Regions from separate parts of the Hordeum vulgare genome. Here regions 1, 2 and 4 are each linked to region 3. The links are chromatin contacts, called in public Hi-C maps. All regions are on one chromosome and are shown on one strand. The core of a region is the stretch at or near the end of the contact, and the rest is flanking DNA. Distances in the headings are between cores, read along the strand shown. Region 1 has its middle 17 kb from the start of LOC123430216. Region 2 holds the start of LOC123426554 (probable metal-nicotianamine transporter YSL6). Region 3 holds the start of LOC123426556 (recQ-mediated genome instability protein 1). Region 4 holds the start of LOC123426560 (ACT domain-containing protein ACR6-like).

Region 1 (2,846 bases), core at 330-2,829, 680 kb after region 3:
TTACTATCAAGGCATAGAATATATGCTCGTAGTGAAACCAAATTAGGAATATGTGCCAATTTATATTTGCATGAGCATGATGAAAATTATCAATTTTAGTTTAGTTATATGATACTAAACAATGCATGGAGTAATTATCATGTATGAGTATTTTGATTGTCATGTTTATTTTAATATTGACAACACTAGCAAAAGGGCCCGTGCGTTGCAGCGTAAGAAAAAAAAATACCACATGCTTGGCACACGGCTGGAGGCATGGGAAGGGGATCTCATCAGATGATGAGTTCCTGCCGGAGGAGGGGATACGATGAGGGGAGAAAGGGTTAGGCGCCTCTATCTGGCCATAAGGAGTCGCCGTTGCCGCGCCATAACCTCGGAGTTCCCCGTGTGAGCCATGAAGGCCCGCCTCCACCTGCAAGTACTTCGCTCCGCCATGCCTTATCCGCGCGCCACCGCCGTTCTGCATCGAGCAGACGCATCATCCCCAGTCACTGTAGTTGTCGCGTTGATTTGATCGGAAGTTGTGCTCGAGCGCCGAAACGGGGGCAGCAAGCGGGCAGAGGTACGGCCGGGGAGGCGGGTGGGTTGAGATCGACAGCAGTGGTGGTTGAGGTCGGCCGCGGCGACGATTGGTGTGGCAGCGGCCTGGGCACAGGCCAGGGTGGACCAGGGTCGACGTGATGCGCTCGAGCGCCGCAATGGGGGCAGTGAGCGGGGAGAGGTACGGCCGTGGAGGCGGGTGGGTTGAGATCGGCAGCGGTGGCGGTTGAGGTCGGCCGCGGCGGCGAGTGGTGTGGCGACGGGCACAGGCCAGGGTGCCCCAGGGTCGACGGGAGGAGGCGATGCGTACGGGTATAATTTTTGCAGCGAATCATTTTTTCCTTTTGCGTTGCAGATGAATGATGGAGCGCGGGTTGAATAACAAAAAATACAGGGGCTTTTTTATAAAAATGCCGCGGTGGGTTTTTCGACGGAAGCAATAGCCGCTTTATTATTAGGTATAGATCTATTTAGCTTTGCCTTCAATTAAATTTTATGAACTTTGATCGACTTTATAGAAAAAGTTATTAACATGGTACAATGTTAAATCAGTACCATTAGATTTGTTATTGTAAATGTTCATGTTGTTTCTATAAACTTGATCAAACTCTTGTGGAAAAACTAATATGTAAAGTAAATAAAGACGGTGGGGGTATGTTCTGCGGCTTCACATTCATAATCACGCTCCACCTTCTGACTGGAGCTGCATTGATCGGCCAAAAAGGTCAGGTCAAGAGAAAACTGGCTAGGTCTCAATGCAAAGGGATATGTTCTTCATGTAGCTTTACTCATGAGCTTAGAAACTTTAATTCTGAAGCTCACAACCTCGTCGCAAATCTCTCTCTCTTGGTATTGGCCGCCATGTCTGTTTAGGCCATACTTCTGATCCTACGTTAGTTCCTGTATAAACATCATGGCTGGATGGATAAAGCTTTGCGAGAATGACTAAGAAAAAGGGAGTTCAGGTTCAGGTTGTGTAGTTCAGATTCAGCATACCAGCACATTGAGCACACTCTGTTCCAGAAATTCAGGTTTAGACATTCACACTGTTTCAGGACGGATTCGGGGTGTAACAAAAAAATAGTAAAAATCAATTGCACATATTACATAAACCTCATTCAAGGGTCCAACCACAATTGATTACGTTTTCCTGTGCGTCCTAATATACAGCTCACGTGTTGTTATTATTATTCAGCTCCTTCCACTAATCACCACCTTCATCGTGCATTATTACTCGGTGACATAATTCCTTCAGCTGACAGAAACACCGGACCTACCACCATCTATAGTCGTGCCTTGACCTGACTTGCTGCCGGTGCACTCTGCACATGAAAAGCAACATTATACAAATGTATCACATTTCACTATATCAGAACAAGAATTAATTGGCGATCTAAAATTGGCTCTCATTCTGGCTGAAACAAATAGAAACTACGACACTTTAGTGGGGAAAATGGGCATTAAAGTTTTCAGCTGAAACGAAATGGCACTCGTGCTCACCAGAGGAATCCCTTTCGCCGCTCTTTCGGCGAGGTAGGAGCAAGGCTCGAAGAAGCTGTCGTACCGCTTCGCCCACAGCTGCAACTTTTCGTGGATGTATTTTGCACCGATGGAATCTCCCCACAACATGACCCCTCCCCTGCAATATTTTACACCACAGGCAAGTAAGTAGTTGCTAGTAAATCTCTACAATAGGACCTGTAGGGTTCATAGTGAGAGGCACCTGTAAGGTGGGAATCCCATGCCAAAGATTGAGGCGATGTCAAGATCCGACGCCTTTACTGCAATGCCCTCATCAAGGACACGACACGCTTCGTTTATGACCGGGAAGAACACCATCTCAACTATGTCCTTGTCACTTAGCTTCATCAACTGACATGTTTATGCAGGAAGTTTTAGCACTAGAGCAACTTGTTTATTTTGCAAGAAAATACAACAGATATTAGCCAAAAATCAAAAGATGAACCAAACCAAACCTCAGCGTCTGGAGTGACTCCTGCCATGCTCCTAGATTTCTGAATATACGTCATAATTTCAGGATCAGGAGTTGCCTTCCTCTTATCCTCGTACTTGTAAAATACCTTCCGACTGCCTTCGCCTACATGAATGGTTGGTCAATCATGGTAACACATTTCAGAAACCAGTACAATGTACAAACATTAACTGCAAAAGAACAAATATGCATGATATACTGGTGTTGTTTGATAAATTTTACCTGCTCTTTTGTCCTCCATCATAATAGGGATTAGCATGGACTTGTAGACTCTGTCCAGAAAATTTTCAAGGTACTGCATACCAGTAGCCAC
Region 2 (3,002 bases), core at 110-2,609, 560 kb before region 3:
TACATGTATTTAGGAACGGAGGGAGTATTACTACTTCTACAGTTGAGTAGTTATTACTCCGTATTATATACGGAAGTACACCCACAGAAATAAATAAATAAATATAAAAGCCAGGGAGGCGAGACCCACCAGACAGCGAGCGGCCGGCCAACGCCACCCGCATGTTACGGGGACGGAAGTGAATGCGTACGCCTTCGCACCACCCGGAAGCCGGAAGCGGACCACACGCCACCGCACCGGATCCCGGTCCCCAACACCAGACGCGAAACTACCACGGCTCCTTCTCCCTCTGCACCATGGGCCCAGCAGTCTCACAGACGTGTGCGACCTGAACCAGCACGGGGCACCCGTTCTCACCGTCCCAGAAGATCTCCAGGTCCCCCGAGTTCGAGCAAGATTCACGGCGCTCGTACCATATCCCGCTCCTTTCCTTTCGAGGACCATGACAGGCGGGCCCGCAGACCTTTCCCGTGGTGGGCTCAGCCAGCACGTTTGGGCCCCACGTGGATCGTCGGCACGTCTCTCTCGCTCGGCCCCTGAATAAAGGGCAAAAGGGAGAATTCAACTCGGAGCTGACAGGCGGCCCCGCATCGGCATGGACCCTGCGGCTTGGGCCTGGTAGCTTAGGGCCTATAGTGCTACGGCCACCCGAGAACTAACGAAAAAGAAAAGGTCACGGTCTCCTGGCCCCACACGTCATGGTCTCCTACTAGTACTACCACTACCATACCTTGCTCCGAAACCACTTGTTAGAGCAAGTACAATAAGGTACAGTCAGCAGGCTGTAAGGATTAAAATACTACTTCCTCCGTCTCGGTGTATAGGTCATCTTAGGTTGTGCACCGTGATCAAGATGGAGAGGAAAACAAGAAAATTAATGTTATTTTGCTAATTAATACCATTGCATGCAATGAACTGACCACTGCATGTCGTGTTAGTTATTCTCAAGTCATTAAAAATATACACGCCCCACGTCTCTTATTGGTTGATTCCTTTATTCATGTTAAAAAACAAAAAAACGAGATGAAAATTAATGCATCGTGCCTAAGTGTTTTGGGATTATTTGGTTTTCGTAAGATGACTTATAAACTGAAACGGAGGGAGTATATTTTTGCTGAGTTGGATGAGAGAGAAGGGAAGCGGGCTCTTCGTAAAGAGCCAGCTCTAACACGTGCTCCTAGGTGCTTTGCGAGAATAAAAGGTGGGTCATATAAGATAAAAGTAATACTCTTTTATAGTTAACTATTATATAAGGTAGTTATAAGATAGCTTATAGCCAGCAGTTGGCTATACTATTAACCATGCTCTTAGTTTAGCAGTAAATCGGGTCTTAAATACACCCCTCCCCGCCTCCTCACAGTCCTCACCTCCTCCCTCGTCGCCGTCGCCTCTCCTCCCCCCCCACACCAAACCAGCCATCAGCCGAATCCATAAGATCCGAGGAGGAACTCGTCGCCTCGACGCTACCGTCTGCGCTGCCGAAGATGGGATCGGAGGCGGACATGACCGGGCCCCTCCTCGCCGGCGGAAGCGGCGCCGCGCCGGCGGTGGAGGCGGAGGTGGTGCCGCCGTGGCGGGAGCAGCTCACGGTGCGGGGGATAGTGGTCAGCGCCATACTCGGGGTGCTCTTCTGCCTCATCACGCACAAGCTCAACCTCACGGTGGGGATCATCCCCTCGCTCAACGTCGCCGCGGGGCTGCTCGGATACTTCCTCGTGCGGACCTGGACGGCGGCGCTCGAGAGGTTCGGCATCGTCTCCAAGCCCTTCACCAAGCAGGAGAACACCGTCATCCAGACCTGCGTCGTCGCCTGCTACGGTCTCGCCTTCAGCGGTACGTCTTCTTCTCAACGTTACTTACTTAGATTGCTTTGCTTGTTAGGTGTGAAGATGCGATTCTGGCGTGTGATTTTGGGTTACTTGCTTACGTTTGGTTTGACCAGTCAACTAGAAGCCTTGCTGAATTGTGGAACTATGATTCTCATTTGTGCCAACTGCCTTAGGATATGCGAGATATCGGTTTCTTGTTTCAGAAGTTCAGGTATTGAGGAAATTGTTAGTAGCCTGAACTGCTGAATTTACGATGACTGTGGGGGGGTATCTATTTTGATGCAGGGAATGCCAAATTTGCATCGTGAATATCGGCTTATTTTGTTGCATTTGTACTTTTGGAGTCGGAGGATTGCCCAATGATAGTTTGCCCACTCACATTATGCCAGCTATTATGTATCTTGATGCATGGAATGTTAAATTTTACACCACAAGTATCTCATTTTTTTGTTGCGTTGGGAGGGGTTGCTATGATTGCTTGCAATTGCACCCTTGTCATTGAGCTCATAATATCAATTGATGTTTCTGTTGATGCAGGTGGCTTTGGGTCGTATATGCTTGCAATGGATCAGAAAACTTATGAGCTCATCGGGACTGATTATCCTGGTAACAGGGCGGTGGATGTTAAGAATCCTTCACTGAGTTGGATGATTGGATTCATGTTTGTTGTTAGCTTTCTTGGTCTATTTAGTCTTGTTGCACTGCGCAAGGTATTCACTCATCTTATGTTTATCTGATCACATTTTCTTTTTGATTAAGTGGGGTAACTTGGACGTGTCTAACATGAATCTTGTAAACTGATATCTTTTTTTGTTTTTGCTAGGTGATGGTAATTGATTACAAGCTGACCTATCCTAGTGGAACTGCTACAGCTATGTTGATAAATAGCTTTCACACTACTTCTGGAGCTGAACTTGCAGAGTAAGAAACATACATTTGCTTGTCAGTTTTATGCAAAAATAAATTAGCTTGCAGGGATAGTTCAGCGTGCATTGTTTCTTTCTTGTTGAGTATGTTGTCCTTAAATTCCGTTTCTTCCCTGTGACACAATCATCAGATATTCATATGCATGTAACTGTTAACTGGAATGTAGTCTGCTGATGTAATAAATAGGGCTTTTGCATGAAACTATGTTGTAAAAACAACTGCAAAATTAATAATCTCAAAATAATA
Region 3 (3,206 bases), core at 297-2,796:
GATAGCTTAGATGAACCAAAATGCATAACCTGCACTTTACTAGTACAGCAATCTCAACAATATTCACCATTCCATGTGCCAGCAAATCACCTTCATGCGTCAAGAAATTGTGCCTTTGTGGCGCACTCACTAAGTTCTGACTAAGGAATTTTGCCTTTGTGGCGCACTCACTAAGTTGAAGTAAAGCAAGTAAACTAAAGGTTTAGGTTCCAGCATAAACACCTTATTTCAGATGGATCTCGAATTAGAAGCTCAGATATGGAGGCAAATTACAGACATTACCATCACCAACCTGAAGTATCCACCAGAGCAAAACCATGCTATACATTGCATAACTATGCTGCACCAGGAGGGGCACCAAAGCAGTGTACTGATATCCACAACTCAAAAGGAAAATCATAACCAATCATTCACATGCTGAATTATAAGGGGACTACAACCTGTAGCACAAATGGTCCATCGAGGGTGGCGGCTTCCATGCACCCGACGCCCTCCGGAAGCACACCAGCGCCGCATTCGTTCATGTCGGCAAAGAGGAACTGCTCAAAACACTGTCTAGCCTGCACTTCAGTGCCGCCATGACCGTTGAACCCAGACAACCCGGCAGCACACTGTTGAAGCCACTCTGGCCGCACACGCAGCCCGAGTCGCCGCAGGAACGCATCCACCGGACGCAGCTGCGCGCTCAGTGCGGACGGTGGGGTCGAGGACGTGAGCGGGGTCGTGGTTGGGGTCCAGGCAGGGGGAGGGGTTGGAGTTGGGGTTCGAGGCCGAGGAGCAGACGCAGCAGCAGGTGATGGGGTTGGCGTTGGGGTTCGGGCAGGAGGAGCTGATGCGGCAGCCGGCGGTGGAGTTGGGGTTGGGGTTCGGGACATAGGATTGGGTGCGGCAATGGGCGGTGGAGTTGGGGTTGGGGTACGGGCAGTTGTGTGTGCGGCAGCCGGCGATGGGATTGGGGTTCGGGTTCGGGCCGGAGGAGTGGGTGCGGCAGCCGGCGGTGGAACTGGGGTTCGTGTTCCGGACGGAGGAGTGGATGCGGGAGGCGGGGTTGGTGTTGGGGTTCGGAACAAAGGAACGGCGGGAGCAGGAGCGGGAGGTGGACATGGAGTTTGGGGCGGAGGATGTTGAGGTGGAGCGGGAGGTGGTGGGGAGAGGTCATCGGCGACGTCGGTGAACATGGAATCCCCATCAGAGTCCTGCATCTCGTCGGGGGCGTCGCCGAAGGCGGGGTCCTCGTCGGGGTCCTGGATCTCATCGACCTCCTCCTCGTCATCGGAGATCTCGACGGGAGGGGAGGGGGGAGGAGAGGACGGGAATGTGTAGGGGGCTGGGAAGAGGCTGGGGTTTTGAGACGAGGGCCGTCGAACGATTCCGCCGCCAGTAGAAACGGAGGCGGAGGCGGAGGCAGGAGTGGCCGCGGCGTCTTCCTCGTCGGAGTCAGTGATGATTAGGCTGCGGCGCCCCATTATTGAACAAATTTTGGGGGCGGTTTGGTCGGAGGAACGGAGCGGGGGGGGAAGGTTTTGGGGGCGGTTTCTCCTAGCGAAAATTCGGAGGCGGGTGCCACCGTTCCAGGCTTCCAGGTTCCACCGTTCCAGCGCGGGAGGATCCAGCAAAAAGCCTTGAGAAATAGCCTTTTTTGTGTGTGTGGCAAGGCCTTGAGAAACGCACAGAGCGACTGTCATGCGCCGCCGGCCCATTTTTAGCAGATCGTGAATCCTGGTTTCGGGAACCTTCGGAAGTTCCCACTTCCCAGTTCGGTTCACTCAGGCCTTGTTTCGTACTCCCTCCCTTTCAAAATTTTTATCTTAGATTTGTCTACAAATGGATGTATCTAAATACTAAAATGTGACTAGATACATTCATATCTACACAAATGTAAGACAAGAATTTTGGGACGGAGGAAGTACTAAAGTTTTTAAGAAGATTGACGGGATAGTGTATAGTGTTTCATGGTTCGGAAGTTCCCACTTCCCAGTCCAATCCCTTCAAATCGACATTTATCCTCAATTCACTAGATAGGGATAGTGTATTGTGTATTAAAAAAATCACTAGAATTTGGGGATTTGTAGAAAAATGTGGGGATGAAACATGACAAATACACTAGAATCAAATGGTGTTATGGGATATGTGGGGATTTAGGAGTTTGATCGGGATAATCCTCACTAATTCCCTAAAATACACTAGTACCAAACAAGGCCTTACGGTTTTTTATTTTCTGGTTGTTAAATTTCCGTGTTTCTGCGGGTTTTTAATTTTTTTCTATTTTCTGTTTTTTATTTTTCTTTTTTCTTTTATTTTGTTCCAAAATATAACAAAATTAAAAACAATACTTAAAAAATGTTCGCTTATCTAAAAAATGTTTGAAGTTTAAAAAAAAAAGGTCCAAAATATGTTTCAAGTTTCAAAACTTTATTGTGTGTTAAAAAATGTTTAATCCAAAAAATTAAAATTTGTATCCATGCTTAAAAATTGAATATAGTTTTAAATTGTGTTTCCATTTTTCTCAAAAATGTTCGTGTTTCAGTTTTTAAAATATTGTTTGCAATTTTGAAAATTGTTCGCTTTTACCAAAGAAAACGCATTTGAAATTTGAAAACATGTTTTCAACTATGTCACTGCTTATAGTTTTTATGTTTCGACTGCGTATTAGTCACTAGAGCTAAGTGGTTCGAGTGGCTAGTCACGTGCGCTTGGAAGTGGGGGTATCATGTTTGATCCCATGCACACGTACAAATTTTTGAGAATTTTGAGTGTTCTCACTACAGTATTGATCGTTGTTGGGTCGGCCGAGCTGGGGGGTGCCAAGTGTGGCGCGCTTCTATTTGAGGCAAAACGCGTCAAATAAAGTCTCCCGTTCTCGCCATTGTTAAAGGAGTCCGGTATTAAGCGGTCCTTAGATTGTTTGTATGTTCTCATGGGCCGGACTCCCGGACCTATTCGATCATCATTAAAAGTATCGAAATCAAGATGGACTCTTCCGAAGACTTCGATACTTTGTACTCTAAACCCTATGGAAGTCGATTAAAAGTATTAAGAAGTCAATTACAATAGGGAAGTCGACTTTGTGTAATCCTAGCACCCTTCGTATCTATATAAACCAGGGAACCATAGTTCGTAGGACATATTAAGATCATTACGATTAGGATTTAGATCATAGCATCCGATCTCGAGATAGATCAACTTTGTACTCTGTACTACACCAT
Region 4 (3,271 bases), core at 382-2,881, 570 kb after region 3:
GTCAATAAAATTAAATTAGCCCTTTATAGAAAAACAGAGCAGCTGCTAATATTGTTTACACTTCCGCAATTTCCGAATCACCCTCTAGAATGGTCCGTTCTCCTCGGTCGGAATAGGCAGTTCCTTCCTTTAGAACCGTACTTGAGAGTTTCCTACATCATACGGCTTAGAAATTGCTATCTTAATTTCCCCTATCTTAACTGAATTCGATTTATCAAAAATCGATCCAATTTGTAGGTCATGCTTAGCGACCGCTTCACCGAAAAGAAAAGATAAAAAAAAAAGAAATGTGGAAAGAAACACACGTTTTCTATAACAAGGGTATAGAAAAGAATCAACAATTTGGAATCTTATGACCACCAATTAATCACCTACCTATGATTGCGTAATTCTGTTTCACCGTCCGACATATATATCACATCTATACCTAATAATAAAGTGGCTATTGCTTCCGTCGAAAAACTCATCATAATAATTTTATAAAAAAGCCCCTGTAATTTTTGTTATTCAACCCGCGCTCCATCATTTATCTGCAACGCAAAAGGAAAAAACGATTCGCTGTAAAAATTATACACGTACGCATCCCCTCCTCCTGTCGACCCTGGGCCACCCTGGCCTGAGCCCAGGCCGTCGTCACACCACTCGCCGCCGCGGCCGACCTCAACCGCCATCGCTGTCGATTTCAACCCACCCGCCTCCGCGGCTGTACCTCTCCCCGCTCACTGCCCCTGTTGCGGCGCTGGAGCGCATCGCGTCGACCCTGGTCCACCTTCGCCTGTGCCCAGGCCCCTGCCACACCACTCGCCGCCGCGGCCGACCTCAACCACCACTGTTGTGGATCTCAACCCACCCGCCTCCGCGGCCGTACCTCTTGCCGCTTGCTGCCCCTGTTTCGGCGCTCGAGCACAGCTTCTGGATCAAATCAACGCGACAGCTACAGTGACTGGGGATGATGCGTCTGCTCGATGCAGAACGGCGGCGGCGCGTGGATAAGGCACGGCGGAGCGAAGTACTTGCAGGTGGAGGCGGACCTCCATGGCTCACACGGGGAACTCCGAGGTTATGGCGCGGCAACGGCGACTCCTTATGGCCAGATAGAGGCGCCTAACCCTTGCTTCCTCATCGTATCCCCTCCTCCGACACGAACTCATCATTTGGTGAGATCCCCTCCCCATGCCTCCAACCGTGTGCCAAGGACCGACAAGAAATTTTGTTTTGTGGTGATTTGTTTGCTGATGAATGAATGTATTGAATGTAAGATTGTATTGTTGTAGAGACAGAGAATGGAACACCACATTCAGTTTGTCATCTGATCCCACATTCTCTACCCAATAAGTGAAATAAGATAACAATCCATTGATCAATTCACGCAGCCTCTTTTCTTTGCTTTGCTTGTCCCGCTTAATTTCTCATCATGGTGAAATTAACAATGGACGGGTTGATTTCTCAACAAAATAGGATAGGACTGACTACATTAGTTAGTTAGCTTATTATTTTAATAAATTAAAATGATTTTAAAAAGATTAAAAGCGTGTGGTATTTTTTTCTTCCGCTGCAACGCACGGGCCTTTGCTAGTACTATCTATAATAGGCTCTACAAAATCCATCCGCATCAACCCGTTCATCCGTGCTCGTGGCCTCGCATAAAAGCCACCGGACACGCGAAGCTTTTCGGTTCTGTCCGGGCAAGCCCAGCACACCCTATCACAATTCACAAGCTCTCTCTCTCCCTCTCTCTGCTTCGACGACTCCTCTTCCTGCCACCTCTCTGCTTCGTGCCAAGTGAAGCTAAGCTGTTGATGCGAGTGAGGGTGTGCTCGCCATGGCTCTCACTGACGACCACGACGAGTACGCCAAGCTCGTCCGGGGGATGAACCCGCCGAGGTGAGCAACTCGATTAGCCGCCGTTGCTTTTTGTAAAGTTAGCTTGGTCTTTTGATTTCTTGGGTCCATTTCCATTTTTGTAGTTCTTGACCTGCACCAATTTTTGGTTCTGTTTTCCTGTTCTTGATGTGTTTTTCCTTCGTTAATTCTCATGCATATGCCTCGGTTCTCAAAGCACGGACCTTGGTTGTATCGAAATTGGGAATCCTCTGCTCCTCATTTCATCCTTTCTCAGCTCTGTTCTCATGATTTGGGGATTGGATCGATGTGTTGTTGCAGGGTTGTGATCGACAACGATGCCTCCGACGATGCAACCGTCATCCGGGTGGACAGCGTCAACAGCCACGGCACCCTCCTCGCCGTCGTCCAGGTCATCGCCGACCTCAACCTTGTCATCCGTAAGGCCTACTTCTCTTCCGACGGGAGCTGGTTCATGGACGGTGAGTGCGCCACACGGCCATCAAGAGCTCTAGCTCTAGCTCTCCGCCCAATTTCCACGGAGTCTAACAAATTTCGGTTGTTCGTTTTCCTTTTGTTGTCCGCAGTGTTCAATGTCACTGACCGTGACGGGAACAAGGTTCTTGACACGCCAACCATCTCCTACATCCAGAAGGTAATTCGCTGATCTTTCTTTTCTTTTTTGGTGCCGGATTGATTTTTAATTGTGTCGACAAGAGTTTTTGAGTATTGAGTTTGGTGTGTGCAGACGCTGGAAGCGGAGGATTGCTACTACCCGGAGGTGCGCAACACGGTGGGCATCGTGCCGTCGGAGGACTACACGTCGATCGAGCTCACGGGCACCGACCGCCCGGGCCTGCTGTCCGAGGTGTGCGCGGTGCTCGCCGGCATGCAGTGCGCGGTCCGGAGCGCCGAGCTCTGGACGCACAACACACGCGTCGCGGCCGTCGTTCAGGTCACGGACGCGGCCAAAGCCGCGGGTGGCGCCATCGAGGACGACGCCCGCATCGCCGACATCAGCCGGCGCCTCGACAACCTGCTGCGCGGGCAGAACGGCGTGCGAGCGGCGGCTGCGGCCAGCCTGACGCACAAGGAGCGCCGCCTCCACCAGATGATGTTCGAGGACAGGGACTACGGCGCCGCTGGACCGCCGGACCCACGGACGGAGGTCTCCGTGACGCACTGCGCCGAGCGCGGGTACACCGTCGTGGTCGTCCGGTGCAGGGACCGGCCCAAGCTGCTGTTCGACACCGTCTGCACCATCACCGACATGCAGTACGTCGTCCACCACGGCACCGTGAGCTCGGAGCCGGCCGGCGGCGCCTACCAGGAATACTACATCAGGCACGTCGACGGCCACCCGGTCAGCACCGAGGCCGAGCGCCGCCGCGTGGTCCAGTGCCTCGAGGCCGCCGTGGAGAGACGCACC

Evidence for each region. A called contact is a pair of places that touch in the nucleus more often than the background predicts.
Region 1: a Hi-C map of leaf shows a contact between it and region 3, with 2.7 times the contacts expected there. The contact joins the enhancer-like site here to the promoter of LOC123426556 in region 3. A contact is called at or near these places in 3 of 6 Hi-C or Micro-C datasets (leaf and seedling) and 1 of 1 datasets of contacts at active chromatin or transcription factors (embryo).
Region 2: a Hi-C map of seedling shows a contact between it and region 3, with 3 times the contacts expected there. The contact joins the promoter of LOC123426554 here to the promoter of LOC123426556 in region 3. A contact is called at or near these places in 3 of 6 Hi-C or Micro-C datasets (leaf and seedling) and 1 of 1 datasets of contacts at active chromatin or transcription factors (embryo).
Region 4: a contact with region 3 is called in a Hi-C map of leaf, with 2.0 times the contacts expected there. The contact joins the promoter of LOC123426560 here to the promoter of LOC123426556 in region 3. A contact is called at or near these places in 2 of 6 Hi-C or Micro-C datasets (leaf and seedling).

What each region holds. Positions count from the first base shown.
Region 1 is chr2H:437,743,527-437,746,372 of MorexV3_pseudomolecules_assembly, forward strand. It overlaps the pseudogene LOC123426561. Among protein-coding and RNA genes, the nearest start is that of LOC123430216, 17 kb to the right of the region's middle. Within about 2 kb of position 1,580, at least 2 of the 3 cell types and tissues checked have open chromatin away from gene starts, as enhancers often do. A contact at or near this core is called in leaf, where this site is marked.
Region 2 is chr2H:436,509,542-436,512,543 of MorexV3_pseudomolecules_assembly, forward strand. LOC123426554 (probable metal-nicotianamine transporter YSL6) reads left to right here and starts at 1,360. Exons shown (of 7, transcript XM_045110412.1): 1 at 1,360-1,833; 2 at 2,367-2,539; 3 at 2,653-2,750. The coding sequence starts at 1,485.
Region 3 is chr2H:437,067,995-437,071,200 of MorexV3_pseudomolecules_assembly, forward strand. It overlaps LOC123426556 (recQ-mediated genome instability protein 1), which reads right to left and starts at 1,547. Exons shown (of 9, transcript XM_045110415.1): 1 at 441-1,547. The coding sequence starts at 1,466.
Region 4 is chr2H:437,642,554-437,645,824 of MorexV3_pseudomolecules_assembly, forward strand. It overlaps LOC123426560 (ACT domain-containing protein ACR6-like), which reads left to right and starts at 1,632. Exons shown (of 4, transcript XM_045110419.1): 1 at 1,632-1,884; 2 at 2,164-2,324; 3 at 2,430-2,497; 4 at 2,591-3,271. The coding sequence starts at 1,823.